Linked DNA regions of Capsicum annuum: all the other regions are linked to region 1. Evidence: chromatin contacts called from public Hi-C data. All regions are on one chromosome and are shown on one strand. The core of a region is the stretch at or near the end of the contact, and the rest is flanking DNA. Distances in the headings are between cores, read along the strand shown. Region 1 holds the start of LOC107863300 (transmembrane ascorbate ferrireductase 1). Region 2 overlaps LOC107863298. Region 3 has its middle 6.7 kb from the start of LOC124897069.

Region 1 (4,252 bases), core at 113-2,612:
ATGACTTTCAAGCTGTCTTTGCTACTTTAAATAATCAAATTTAATATTTTAAAAGTATATTTATTGAAATTATTTATTAGTTTAGTTTGGTTTACATTAAAATCATGTTTTTTTTTTCATCCGGTACTCGCATTGGAGTATGACTAATTCAGATTCGCGCCGCGTAAAGTCCCATTTGGGGGAAAATGCTCCCTATCAAAGATTTTTTCATACCTAGGACTCAAATCCGAGACCTCTGGTTAAAAGAGGAGCAACCTCATCCATCGTACCACATTCTTTGGTGATATTAATATCATGTGGTTTTATTATGGTGAAACTATTTAGTTTGAGCGCTTATAACAATTATTATTATTATTATTATTATTTATGCCTTTTATTTTATTTTATGTTTTTAAAGGGTAATTTATTTCAGTTCTAAACTGATCTATTATATAATTAGTTTATACTAACTTGTTCGTTACCCAATTAAGCAAGGAAAATTGTTTTGGTTACTAAGTTATTTAATATATTAAATAGATTGTAATTCAGATAGTTTAATATTCTGAATAAATAAATTGTTATAATATATAAGTGGAGTTTTAATTTCATTGTCACATTGTAAGATAAATATATTAATTTAAATAGCCCGATTGAATAAAATAATAATAAATAATTTTATTAGATGATTTCATTGAATTAAATGACCATTTAAGAAATTAACTTAATAAATACTTATTAGAAATCTTAAATTATAAATTCTGAAAGACAAAAATGAGAAAAAGAATTATTAGGAAATATTAAAAAAAAACATATATAAGTTATTTTGTTTAGTACTAAGCTGTTTGTGATAAAATTTGAATTAGGATCATTCATTATACTTATAAAATTTTGTGTAAAATAGAATTATTAAAAATAAAGAAATTGTTATTATATTAAAATATAAAGAAGAGAAAAAGAAGTATTAGAGAGAAAGAAATAATGTTGGTTGCACCTCAACCATCATAAAATTCCCCCCCCCACCCCACCTACCACCACCAACGTGTTCCTTTTTTCTACATAGATTGCACATAATTCGAAAAAGTCAAATTTACTACTATTCCTATTTGGACTTATGATTATCTGTCACGTGTGAATCCTTGAAATATTAAAGGCAACATTTGCAGCAGTAAGCACGAAACACGTGGGATGAGGTCTTAACCAATAAAAATATGCCACGTGTTTATGATCCACATATGACCCAGAGAGCATCGTTATCTTTGCGACGGCTTAAAGATTATTTTTGGCAAGAAGTTAAAGTTGAGAAAAGAGTATAAAATTTAAGTAATCATTATAGTCAATATTATAGTATTTAACTAACAAAATGAGATACTCATTCTCCCCTCATTCACTAATACATGAATCATTTGGTACAGATATCATGAAATTATTTTATCTCATTCTTCATCTGCGATAGTAATTTTATTATTTTAATATAAATAGTAGAATAAAATAATTTTAAAATTAAATAATACCTTATAGTAAATATAAAATAAAATTAATTCAAAATTTTATCCCAAATTATTTTGCTTATTCCTTTTTTGCTTATTCCTTCCGCAAACGACCCTTCAGGGATAGTATCCAACTTTCCCCCAACAAATGTAAAATAAAATAAGGCTAAAGGCAGTTGAGAGAGAGAGAGAGAAATAGGATAACAGAAACTCCATATTTTGTGCGTTGTTCTCTAGTTGCACGTCTTAAGAGAAGAAGAACAGAGATGGCAACAGGGCTGAAAGCACTGCCTTTTTCATTTGGGGCACACTTTCTTGCCTTAATTGCTGCTATTATGGTCTTAGTTTGGTGTATTCACTTTAGGGGTGGCTTGGCTTGGGAAGCTGAAAACAAAAATCTCATCTTTAATGTAAGCAAGCCCCCCTCTCCTTTTATGTTCATGTTTATCTCTGACATGATTATAATATATAGAATCGTGTTCTCTTAATATATTTTTGCTTTTGTTGGCAATTTTTATCATTCTGTGTGTTATATCAAGATTTGGTTTGAAAATTTGTCAACTCTACTTGAGACTGATGAAATATGATTCTTGTTTTTTTTTTGTTAAATGAAGTGGATCCTAATGGTTTTGACAGGCTGATAGAAATTGAATCTATTTCTTTTCTTCCTTAAACATATTTGAGATAATTACAGCTAGAAATTCGAACAAAAATGTTTCGTGTTGTTTGCCAATTGGGTTGATTTGTGAAAAGTCTGAATGCTATGATGATCTTCGTTTTCCCTACCTGGATTGTTCTTTTTTATTCCCTCTGTTTCAATTTGCTTGTCTGATTATGACTTGGTACAACGTTTAAGAAAGTAAAGAAAACTTTTAATCTCGTGGTCTCGGATTAAACATAAGTAGAACGTACAAAATTATCTATAATCTTGTGATGTTAAACATGCCGTGAGGAAAAAAAAAATTAAATAGTTGGCCAAAAAGGGAAGGAAACATGCTTTTTTGAACGGACCAAAACAGAAAGTAAGACGAACAAATTGAAATGAAATTAATATTGTAATTTGAAGTTGACATCCTCTTTATGGGTAGTTAACTACCCCTCTGTGTTCTATTCAAGGAGCAAGTTGACTCTAAAATATAGAACACCGGGTTGAACAAATGAGGGGTCTGATTCATCATGATGCTTTCAGTGATCCAACACCATAGAAGTAGTGATTGTTAGTTATGGAAATCAAAAAGTTTGTAATTTTACGAGTCATTAATTGATCCAAAATTTAGGGAAATCAGAGAGTTTATTGTTCAGTGTCTAGACATACCTAACACTCAATGCTCTTAGGAGAACGGGATGCCTTGTGTCCCTCCTACAATAGTGGTGGAAATTTTTAGTTGCACAATATTGCTGGATGAAAGTTCAGATAAGTTATGAAACTTAACGCTAATGGTAGTGAATTACCTCCACAAAGAAGATTACATTATGAGACTTTCGTGTTACAGATTCAGCTTGTATAAAACTACAATCTCAACTATCACTTCCAGATTTCTTCTAGCAAAGTAAATAGAAGTTTAGCTTTGCCTACTTTAAGTAGTACTGATACACTGCTTAAAGTGTCATCTTTTCCTGCTATTGTATTTTCATGAATGTATATCTTCATCTTTTCTCTCTCGTTATTGTTTTCCAGATTCACCCGGTATTGATGCTTATTGGCTTCATTATACTTGGGGGAGAAGGTAATTGAGATGTTTATAGACCTTTTCGCTTTTTTTCCTTTTTCTTTATTATGCCATCTGGTTATTAATGCCTTGTCAATCCAAAATTTCCAGCCATCATGAGTTACAAATCTTTCCCCCTGGAGAAGCAGGTGAAGAAAAAAATACATCTAGTTTTACATGCTATCGCCCTCATACTTGGAATAATTGGAATCTATACCGCATTCAAAAATCACAATGAAAGCAACATTCCCAACATGTACAGTTTACATTCCTGGGTTGGAATAGGAGCTATTACTCTTTACGGCATTCAGGTAAACATTCCATCATGAGTTGCTCCATATACCTGGTAATGTGACTACATATGTTTTCTTCTCCTTGGTATTTTTTTGTGGGATCAGATTCTTTATCAACTATCTGAGACCATGCTCCATTTTAATCCCTTTATCTAATTGAAATGTGAAGGAATAATAGTTTGAGGTGAAGTTCCACGTAGGTTCTTTCATGTATTTCTGATCCAAATGGTGTTACTTCTTGGTAGGACATTTTCATAATTGTTCTTGTTTATTTAATAGTATTTCTTGGTCTTTACCATACATAAATAAATGTACTGTAGCTGTTTACTATGAGGAAACACACTACTAAGATGTCAACCTTCAAAACTTTGTGGCAGAGCCCATGTCTAAGGCAATCTCATGGCGAGTGGGCAAACTTGCAGAGTGTAGTTTTACAAGAGGGTCGGCCAATGAGAGCCAACCCTTTGTGTTTCCACAAATTATGTCGGCCATATGTCTTGATAGCCATACAGCACTCACCGCAAAGGTGAGGGTGGCATATTTAGCCAACCGACCCTTTTTTTAGCATTATATACTCATAGGGGACACTACAAACATTTGTACCATATATGTACCTTAACCAGTCTTTATCTGCTTGATACAAAATTTGATAAATAATTTTCAGTGGATTTATGGCTTTGTGGTGTTCTTCTACCCTGGAGGTAGTTCTGAAATCAGACGCCATTCACTTCCCTGGCATGTGCTTTTTGGAATGTTTGTATATGTCGCAGCTGTTGCAAATGCC
Region 2 (4,578 bases), core at 1,611-4,110, 47 kb before region 1:
TGTCACCACATATCTTACCTTCTACAAATAATTCTATACCTGTAGTTAATACTCCTAATGATAATTCAATCAGTACTTCAATCTGTGCTACAGTTCCTGATGTATTTCTTAATTCTTCTTGTACTATTCCATCAAATATAATAAAAGTGATTTGTTTTGGCATAAAAGACTTGGGCATATGCCTTTTTATAAAATGATAGTATCTTTTTTTTATCTGATAAATGGTCCTCCAAACCGCCTTTTATATACTCTATATGCCCTATGGCTAGACAACAAAGACTACTATTTCCGGAGAGTAGTATTCATACTACTCAACCTTTTTAATTAGTTCACACTGACACTTGGGGACCTTACAATACCCAAACTTATAATGGTTTTCGTTAGTTTCTTACTTTTGTAGATGACTATTCTAGATCCACTTGAACTCATCTCTTACCTTCAAAAGGTGCTGCTTTAACTGTCATTAAAGTTTTCACCTCAATGATTAAAACTTAGTTTTAGTCCACAATTCAATGTTTTCGATCTGACAATGCCTTTGAATTAGGCAGTGGTGCTGCAGCATCTCATTTTCTTTCAAAAAACGGCATTATACATCAAACTACCATCCCTCACACTCCTCAACAAAATAGAGTGGTGGAGAGGAAGCACAAACATCTTCTCGAGACCTCTAGAGCCTTATTGTATCAATCCAAATTACCCAAAAAATATTGGGGTGATTGTGTGTTAACTGCAACCTATCTCATTAATCATTTTTCTTCTTCAGTTCTAAAAAATAAATCCCCTTTTGAGGTGCTGCATCAGTCTCCCCTTCTTATGCACATTTAAAATCTTTTGGTTGTCTGTGTTTTGCTACATCTCCCAAATTTGGTAGAGATAAATTTCAAATCAGGGCTATACCTTCAGTTTTTTTGGGATATCCATTTGGCAAGAAAGGCTATAAACTTTTGAACCTTACCAGTCATTTCATTTTTTATTCAAGGGATATCGTTTTTCATGAGCATATCTTCCCTTACAATTGCCCTACTCCTTCTTTATTTCCTACCCCTGCTTTCTCTTTCTCTGATGATACTGACATACCCATCTCCTCTTCTTCTGTTTCTTCTCTTCCTCCAGCTGCTATTCCTTCTTCTTCCTCCCCCTCTATATTACCTCCTTTTATTTTCACTAGACACTCTACTCAACCTGTTCACAGACCTGCTTACTTAAAAGACTATGCCTTCTCCTTCATTCACTCCCCGAACCTTGAATCTCCTGTATCCAAGTTTGCATCTACTAAGGTTCACTTGCATGAACCCCAACATTATGATCAGGCTGCTGCTATACCAGCTTGGCAGGAAGCCATGCACAAAGAATTTCAAGCTCTTGAGGCTAATTCAACTTGGGTTATAGTTCTCTTTTACCCCTCGTAAGAAAGTTATTTCATGTAAGTGGGTTTACAAGATCAAACTGAAATCTGATGGCTCGATAGAAAGATATAAAGCTCGTTTAGTCATTCGAGATGATACTAAAAAACAAGGGGTGGACTTTACTGAAACTTTTTCTCCGGTGGTTAAGCTTACCACCATCAAATGTCTTCTTACTGTAGCTGCAAAAAGGGTATGGACAGTGTTTCAATTGGATGTCAATAACACATTTCTTCATGGTGATATCCATGAGGAAGTATACATGAAATTACCACCCGGCCTCATTGTTACTTGAGATTCTTGTTCTTCTTTGGCTTGTCATCTTAAAAAGTCCTTGTATGGCCTTCGTCAAGTGTCTAGACAATGGTTTTCAAAACTTTCTAAAGCCTTATTATCTCGAGGTTATTCATCTAGTAAGAATGATTATTCTTTGTTTACAAAGTGTACTGACACTAGCCGTGTTGTTCTAGCTGTATACGTTGATGATATACTTCTTGCTGGGGATGATTTACTTGAGCTGAATTCTCTTAAATCTTTTCTTAACAATCAGTTCAAGATTAAAGATTTAGGTTCCCTGCATTATTTTCTTGGTTTGGAGGTATCTTCACATTGTCAAGGGTATATGGTCAGTCAACACAAATATACTCTTGATTTACTTCACGAGTTTAGCTGTCACAACTATTCCCCTGTTATGAATCCTTTGGATTATTCTCTTAAGTTGACTGCTGATATGGGTGCCCCAATGTCTGATCCTAGCTCCTTTAGATGGCTAGTTGGAAAGCTCAATTTTCTTCAACACACGAGGCCTGACATCTCATTTGCAGTGCAATATTTAAGTTTACAATGCCCTCAAATTCCATATATGCTGGCAGCAATACATGTTATACGTTATCTCATGGGATGTCCTGATCAGGGTATTTTACTCTCTAATTGTTTATACTTTTCTTTATTGGGGTATTTTGACTCAGATTGGGCTTCTTGTCCAGATACACGCAGGTCTGTCACTGGGTTTATTTGCTTCCTTGGCGCCAGTCCTGTTTCTTGGAAATGGAAGAAGCAACCTACCATTTTTCTTTCTTTCGCTGAGGCTAAGTATAGAGCTTTTCGGAAGGTGGTTACTGAAATTGTTTAGTTGATTCGTCTACTTGGTGATTTTGGTGTCAATGTCTCTTCTCCTGTTCCCATATTTTATGATAGTCAGGTAGCTTTGAGTATAGCAAAGAATCCTGTTTTTCACGAACGTACTAAACACATCGAAATTGATTGCTATTATGTTCGTAATTGTCTACGCGATAACTTGATTCTCTTCATTATGTTGCTAGCTCAGGACAGTTGGCTGATGTCCTTACCAAATCCCTGCTAGGTCCTGCTCACCATTCTCTTCTTCACAAGCTTGGCGTGTCGACACCCTCCAGCTTGAGGGAGGTGTTACGATATAATGGACACACGAGGCCCAACTATTACTATCTGTACCCGGCCCAAATCAATGGCTGAATTCATTTGTTATATATATATATACAGAGAATGAACTTTCTAGAGGTAGATTAGATAATTTTCTGTTATGTACAGTTTCCAAAGGCAGCCTGAATTCTCTCAATTTCTAACTTCAATCAATGAATCTCAATACATTTTATTCTTCGATTTCTATATTTCTCGCAAATCTAACAGAATAATCCACTGTGTAGAGATGCTTTCGTCCATACTTGCTCAGGTTCCTTATTTTCCATAATCCTCATACTATAATGTTTAGCAAAGCTTTATAGTATAACTTCAAGGTTTTTGTCGTAACTTCTGCTTTCCACCACAACATGATTACCTCTTCTAGGTGAAATCCTTCTATATTCAAACCTGCAAAATAATAAAAATAAGACCAAGTCATATTAGCAATAGGAGATCTTAGGAACACATGTGTCAATGTTTCATGAGCCGGATTATCTAACACGACCCAAGTCAGGGCCTTGTCATAATGGGCATCCCAAGTCCAACCAGTAGGGACCACCCCTGCTACCCAAGTCCAACCAGTAGGGACCACCCCTGCTACCCAACCCGACCATCCAAACGCATACCCTGAGTCGAAGAAATTCCGAACATATGCCAAGATAACATATTTGTACCAATCCAGATTCTGGAATAGCTCCATAACCGTGACCAACCCAAGCAAACCAAAATCTAGATAATAACCAAGTTCCTATCCATAACATAACGTAAGAGGGTGGAAAAATCATAAATTCAGTAAAATGGTAGCATCCCAATACCAATGCTAATACTAAGGCTGACACCACAACGGACATCGCCCATTCCAACCTATAGTAGTTCCACAAATCCTCTAATCAAAAGAAAACAATATTCGGTTGGGACATGCCTCTAACCATAGTCAAAATCGATATCCATAAAATAACCAAAGTATGAAAAGATGTCCATGATATGAAATGGAGCTTTCCGAAGTATGGAAGCTCACCACTTTAATTCGATAGCTAGTGGGAGGAGTAGAGTGGCCATATGGATCCAGTGTAACTTGGGTATGTGTAACTTAATCGTCCTAGTACCACCCACGGGCTATATAGGTCCAGTATAACCCCCAGAACAGGCCCCGATGTATGTATCCGCATGAACCAGAGATACCATAGGAGTAGGGGATTCCCAAGTACCTTTCGCCCTCCATAATACATATATATAAGTGTAACTTAGGGGATTCCCATGTACCCCATATATATGGTCATCATGACCAATTCTCATGTCGGCAAACATGAGTTTTCAGTGTCTGTCCATTGGACTCACACCTTCACAGTTAGCTATCACACCTCACTATTATTGCCCAATTAAAACCATTACCACATAACCAAGACCACCAATCCATTTATTATTACCCAAGGCTATAAATAGTGGTATCATCATACCTATTATCACTTGCAAGCAATGTCCTTAGCCATCCTTTTGAAGAAGAAGAGATTCTTACGTACCCATAGATTACATTATTAAGTTGATTTTGGGGAATCCCATGTACCCCACAAGTGATCATTATTATGTTTGCTTGGGGGATTCCCTTTTATCTCACAAGGTTTTCAATTAGACTAACCATAACCACCAAAACCTTACCATTTAACCATTTCAAACATTTAAACCATTTAGGGTTCCATTACCAAATTATACCATGCAATAGTTCTATTAAAATTTC
Region 3 (4,278 bases), core at 1,307-3,806, 63 kb after region 1:
GATCTTTTCCTCATTTTGAGCTGGAGTGTATGAAGAAAACAACTTTTTGTTGGCACAGACATGATGGGTGGCATCGAAATTTATACACCAATCTCTAGGATTTTCCACCAAGTTACATTCTGAAAGCATGACACATAGATCATCCATTTTATTTTTGGATTCAACCATGTTGGCTTGATCCTTCTTCTTGCCTTTCTTTGGGCATGACAATCTACTGATTTGTGGCCAACCTTGCCACAATTAAAGCACTTCCCCTTAAATTTATTCTTTGGCAAATTGCTTTATTGTCTTGCTTTTTTCATTTCTTCGAGTTGTTAGGATCATCCTTTACAATATTGGCTCCACTGATTGAAGAGTTTTCTTTCGACCTTTTCTCGGCGGCTTGTTGTCTTCCTTAATGCATAACCTCACAATGAGGTCTTCGACTGACATCTCCTTCCTGTTGTGTTTCAAGTAATTTTTGAAGTCTTTCTACAAGGGTGGCAACTTCTCTATTATGGCTGTCATTTGAAAGGCCTCATTCACAGTCAAACCTACATCAAAGGTTATGTGAGTATTAAGAACACACTTAACATGTTCAAATAAGATATTTACTATATTCATACCTTCAGTAAGGAGATTGTGGATGATTACTTGTAATTTTATACTCGAGATACAACAGTTTTACGGTCAATCCTCTTGTAGTCAAGGAACCTTGCAACAAAGAACTTTTTAGTTCCCGCATCCTCAGTTATATACTTTCATTCCAACGCATTCCACAACTCTTTCAAAGTATTCATTCCACTGTACACATTGTACTGATCGTCTTGGAGGCCACTAATGATATAATTCTTGCATAAGAAATTCAAATGTTTCCATGCCTCCATTACAACGAATCGCTCCTTGTCCGATGTTTTTTTTTGAGAAATTCTGGAGCATCTTCAAATATGAACCTTTGAAGACATGAAGTTTTCAAATAGAAGAACATTTTCTGCTACCAGTGTTTAAAATCTACACTCAATTTTTTTTTGAATTTCTCCGTAGGTGCCATTGCGAGCGTAGCACTTGTGCAGCTTGTTGTAGCAACATTTGTTGCTGCTAAACTTGTCACACCATCAGTTGCATGACCATCAGTAGTCATTTTTCTGTCACAAAAATACAATCAACTTAGTATATCAAAATACTAGTTATAAAGTTGTAAGAACTTTAGACACCTCTTGTTTCTAGTTTAACGATGAAATTTTTATGTTCTTCTAATCGTTAACTGAGTGACCTTTAACTTGTGATGAAGTTTTTATGTCTTCAAATCAGTTGTTAAGTTCACATGGCGTAGAAAGCAATAAGGTTTAATCTCTAGAAATCAAGCAATACAGATTATAAAATTACTTTATTTATAAATGGTGAAAAAAAAAAATTCACTAAACAAGCACAAAAAAAAATAATTCAATAAATTCCTTAGATTGTTTTTCTGGCGAGTACAAAATATGTATGTTTTCTATACAAACTTCAAACTAAGTTCAAGAATAAGTTTTCAAGAACTACAATGAAGTTCAACACCTTCAAACATTAGTTCAAATGAATAATCAAATGAACTATCAAATGAAGTGTTTATCAACTATTAAGAAATGAAGATGAAGCAGAAATTTAAGAACCAAGTCCACCGACTTCACTGTGTGTCCTTAAGGGATTTATTCCCCTCAAGCATCTAAGGTTATGGAATCTTTCCTCCCAGGATAAAATGGTTCACTTTCTGAAAGTAATGGTACCTCAAACTTTCAGAAACTTCGAACGCACTCAATAGTTTGATGATCACAAGAGAGTTTTTAAGAAGAAGAAGAATGTTTTCAACTCTAAAAAAATTATCTTTACCTGGGGAGAAATTCAGGTATTTATAGTCAGGTGTTGCTTCATGAAGAGAAGTAATGGTTCAGAACAGTGCACCCCTTCGTAAAGGTGCAACTTTTCGAAAAGTCGCAACCCATTAGAAAGGTCATAAGCATTCAATCCGAAAAGGTATATTCAAATTGCATCCTTTCTCTTAGTGTCTTTTCAAAAAAAAAAATTATTTTTTTATTTTTCATTGACACCTTTTAATAACCCAATAGGTCTTTAAGTAACGTGATGGTATAAATATTTTTGTAATGATCTGACGCATAGTCAAAATTTAAATCAATCAGAAAAAAAATAGAGAGAAAAGTGGTGTTTGAAAAGTACCACATGCATGTATAGTTTTTCAATTAACTAAAAAGAAAAAAAAGAACAATAATACATAAAGCCAAAGAAGAAAAGGAAAAGGATAAAGGTGCTAAAAGAATCACACCTTTAGCAATAGCTTATTCAGCTTCCTTTACAAAACTTTTATTTGTAGAACAAACCAAATTCAAAAGGAGGCATTATCCATCCTTCTTGCATTTTTTCATCCTTCAGCTTACACAAGATAAATGTAAAATAAAACTTGATAATTTGAAGTTTAACGTGTATTCCTCTTATTATACAAATGCTTTTAATTTTATTTTATTTTTAAAAAATGTAAGAATATTTCCAGAAAGTTTTTCATAAAGTGGTTCAGCTAGCTGTGTGTTCAATGTTCAAAGAATTTATGTAACGATAATCTCAAGTTAAAACCTTCGCAATTAGAAATTTGCAAAACTCTTCTCAAGGTAAGCGTCAGCAATGTATCCACGTAACATTATTTATGTATCCGTATAAAATAAAGTAATATATTTAAAAAAATATTATATATATCTGTGGACTAAATCAAAATTATTTCATAATTTAAAAAAAAAAAAAACTTTAAAAGGGAAGTAATTAGCTCAAAAAAAAAATTGAATTTATGGTACTTTTACATATGTTTAACTGCTTTTTTATTGCTTAAAGTAATGAAAAACAAAAACTAAAGACATCCAATTCAAGGGAATGGGGCCATTTGTGATGCTTCGCCCCCAAGAATACTGCGGTCAGGCCCACCATACCCCAAAAGTTGCGACGCGTTTCACGGGCCCCAAAGAACAAACATCTGAACAAACATTATATTGGAAAATACAAAATGTTTTTTTGTTGAGTTAAATTTTGGAAAAAAAATAAATTAAATAAACATTCTTAAATGGTTCTCAATGTAAGATATAGCAAAATCTTTTACATTGCAATTTATAATAAATTTTTTAAATAAAAAAGGAAAAGAGAAAAATATTTTTATTTTAATAAAATTTAAAATACATATTACAAATAAGAAAAAAAAGTTTCATACCCCAAAAATAGTTGGCAGTTGATAAAAAATTGGATAATCTTATTTCATAAAATTTGTTTGTAATAAATATCAATCCCTCAAATTTCTCCAATTTTGTTGACTCATTCTATTTTAATTGTGCTTTACTATCAATCAATCGATTCTTTCCGCATAAATACCCTATTTATATTTCTTTTTTCTTTTTAAATCCAAATTTCACTAAAATAAAAATTTTATTTACTTCGAAAATAATAATCTGATTATGGAAGATAGTATTTATAATTCATGCTTTGTGTCGATTTTTTACTTTAATTTTTTTCTAATTAAGAAAATTTTCTAGGATTAATTTTTAAATAATACAAAAAAATGATTTTTATCTTTTCAAATGTTGATTTAATAATTTCTTAATTTATTTTATTACATTATAATATTGTATTAGATATTTTAAATATATTTCTTACATGCTTTTAATGGTGGAATATGTATAGCTCGTAACTATATAGTTGAAAAATATTATTTACATTTTCAAATTATATCATTTATATACCTTGTCAATTTAATTTAAAACCAGAAATCAATTGAATACTTCTTTGAATACTGTTTCACACATAAAAAAAATAAATTATACACAAAATTTAGTCAACACGATTTTTTATATCAATTTTCACAATAATAAAATACATTTAATACAAATGTGAACTTAAAGAAATAATTGTGTAATCCATTTTCATTTAGTATATAAATTAAATTGAAGATCACAATACATATCCATTTCAATCATTAATATGTAGACTAATAAGAACATAAAAAAAACATTTAGCATCTGAAATATATATGTATATATACAAAATGGTCTCAACTTGATATCAATAAAGACAGTGCAATACAATTCATATATCATAGCATAAATTCAATATTTCAACAATTTCAATCACTTGATATCAACTTTAATATCAAAACAATACAGGACGTCAACAAATACTATACTATACTATTTATTTATACCACTCTTGAATTTTTTTGATTTACGTGATGAAATGTCTTTAAAATTTGAATCGAATACTTGCTCACAC

Evidence for each region. Hi-C and Micro-C count contacts between places; a contact is called where the count stands out from the background.
Region 2: a contact with region 1 is called in a Hi-C map of leaf, with 2.0 times the contacts expected there. The contact joins the enhancer-like site here to the promoter of LOC107863300 in region 1. A contact is called at or near these places in 3 of 5 Hi-C or Micro-C datasets (bud, leaf and placenta).
Region 3: a contact with region 1 is called in a Hi-C map of leaf, with 2.3 times the contacts expected there. The contact joins the enhancer-like site here to the promoter of LOC107863300 in region 1. A contact is called at or near these places in 4 of 5 Hi-C or Micro-C datasets (bud, leaf and placenta).

Annotation. Positions count from the first base shown.
Region 1 is chr3:213,219,639-213,223,890 of UCD10Xv1.1, reverse strand. It overlaps LOC107863300 (transmembrane ascorbate ferrireductase 1), which reads left to right and starts at 1,362. Exons shown (of 4, transcript XM_016709167.2): 1 at 1,362-1,876; 2 at 3,145-3,193; 3 at 3,287-3,486; 4 at 4,133-4,252. The coding sequence starts at 1,733. It overlaps LOC124897484 (a small nuclear RNA gene), which reads right to left and starts at 4,029; the gene lies at 3,904-4,029.
Region 2 is chr3:213,267,988-213,272,565 of UCD10Xv1.1, reverse strand. It overlaps LOC107863298, which reads left to right. Exons shown (of 3, transcript XR_001672163.2): 2 at 2,160-2,317; 3 at 2,390-3,048. Among protein-coding and RNA genes, the nearest start is that of LOC107863298, 5.4 kb to the left of the region's middle. Within about 2 kb of position 2,860, at least 1 of the 5 cell types and tissues checked has an H3K27ac peak or open chromatin away from gene starts, as enhancers often do. A contact at or near this core is called in leaf, where this site is marked.
Region 3 is chr3:213,157,344-213,161,621 of UCD10Xv1.1, reverse strand. No RefSeq gene overlaps it. Among protein-coding and RNA genes, the nearest start is that of LOC124897069, 6.7 kb to the left of the region's middle. Within about 2 kb of position 2,556, at least 2 of the 5 cell types and tissues checked have an H3K27ac peak or open chromatin away from gene starts, as enhancers often do. A contact at or near this core is called in leaf, where this site is marked.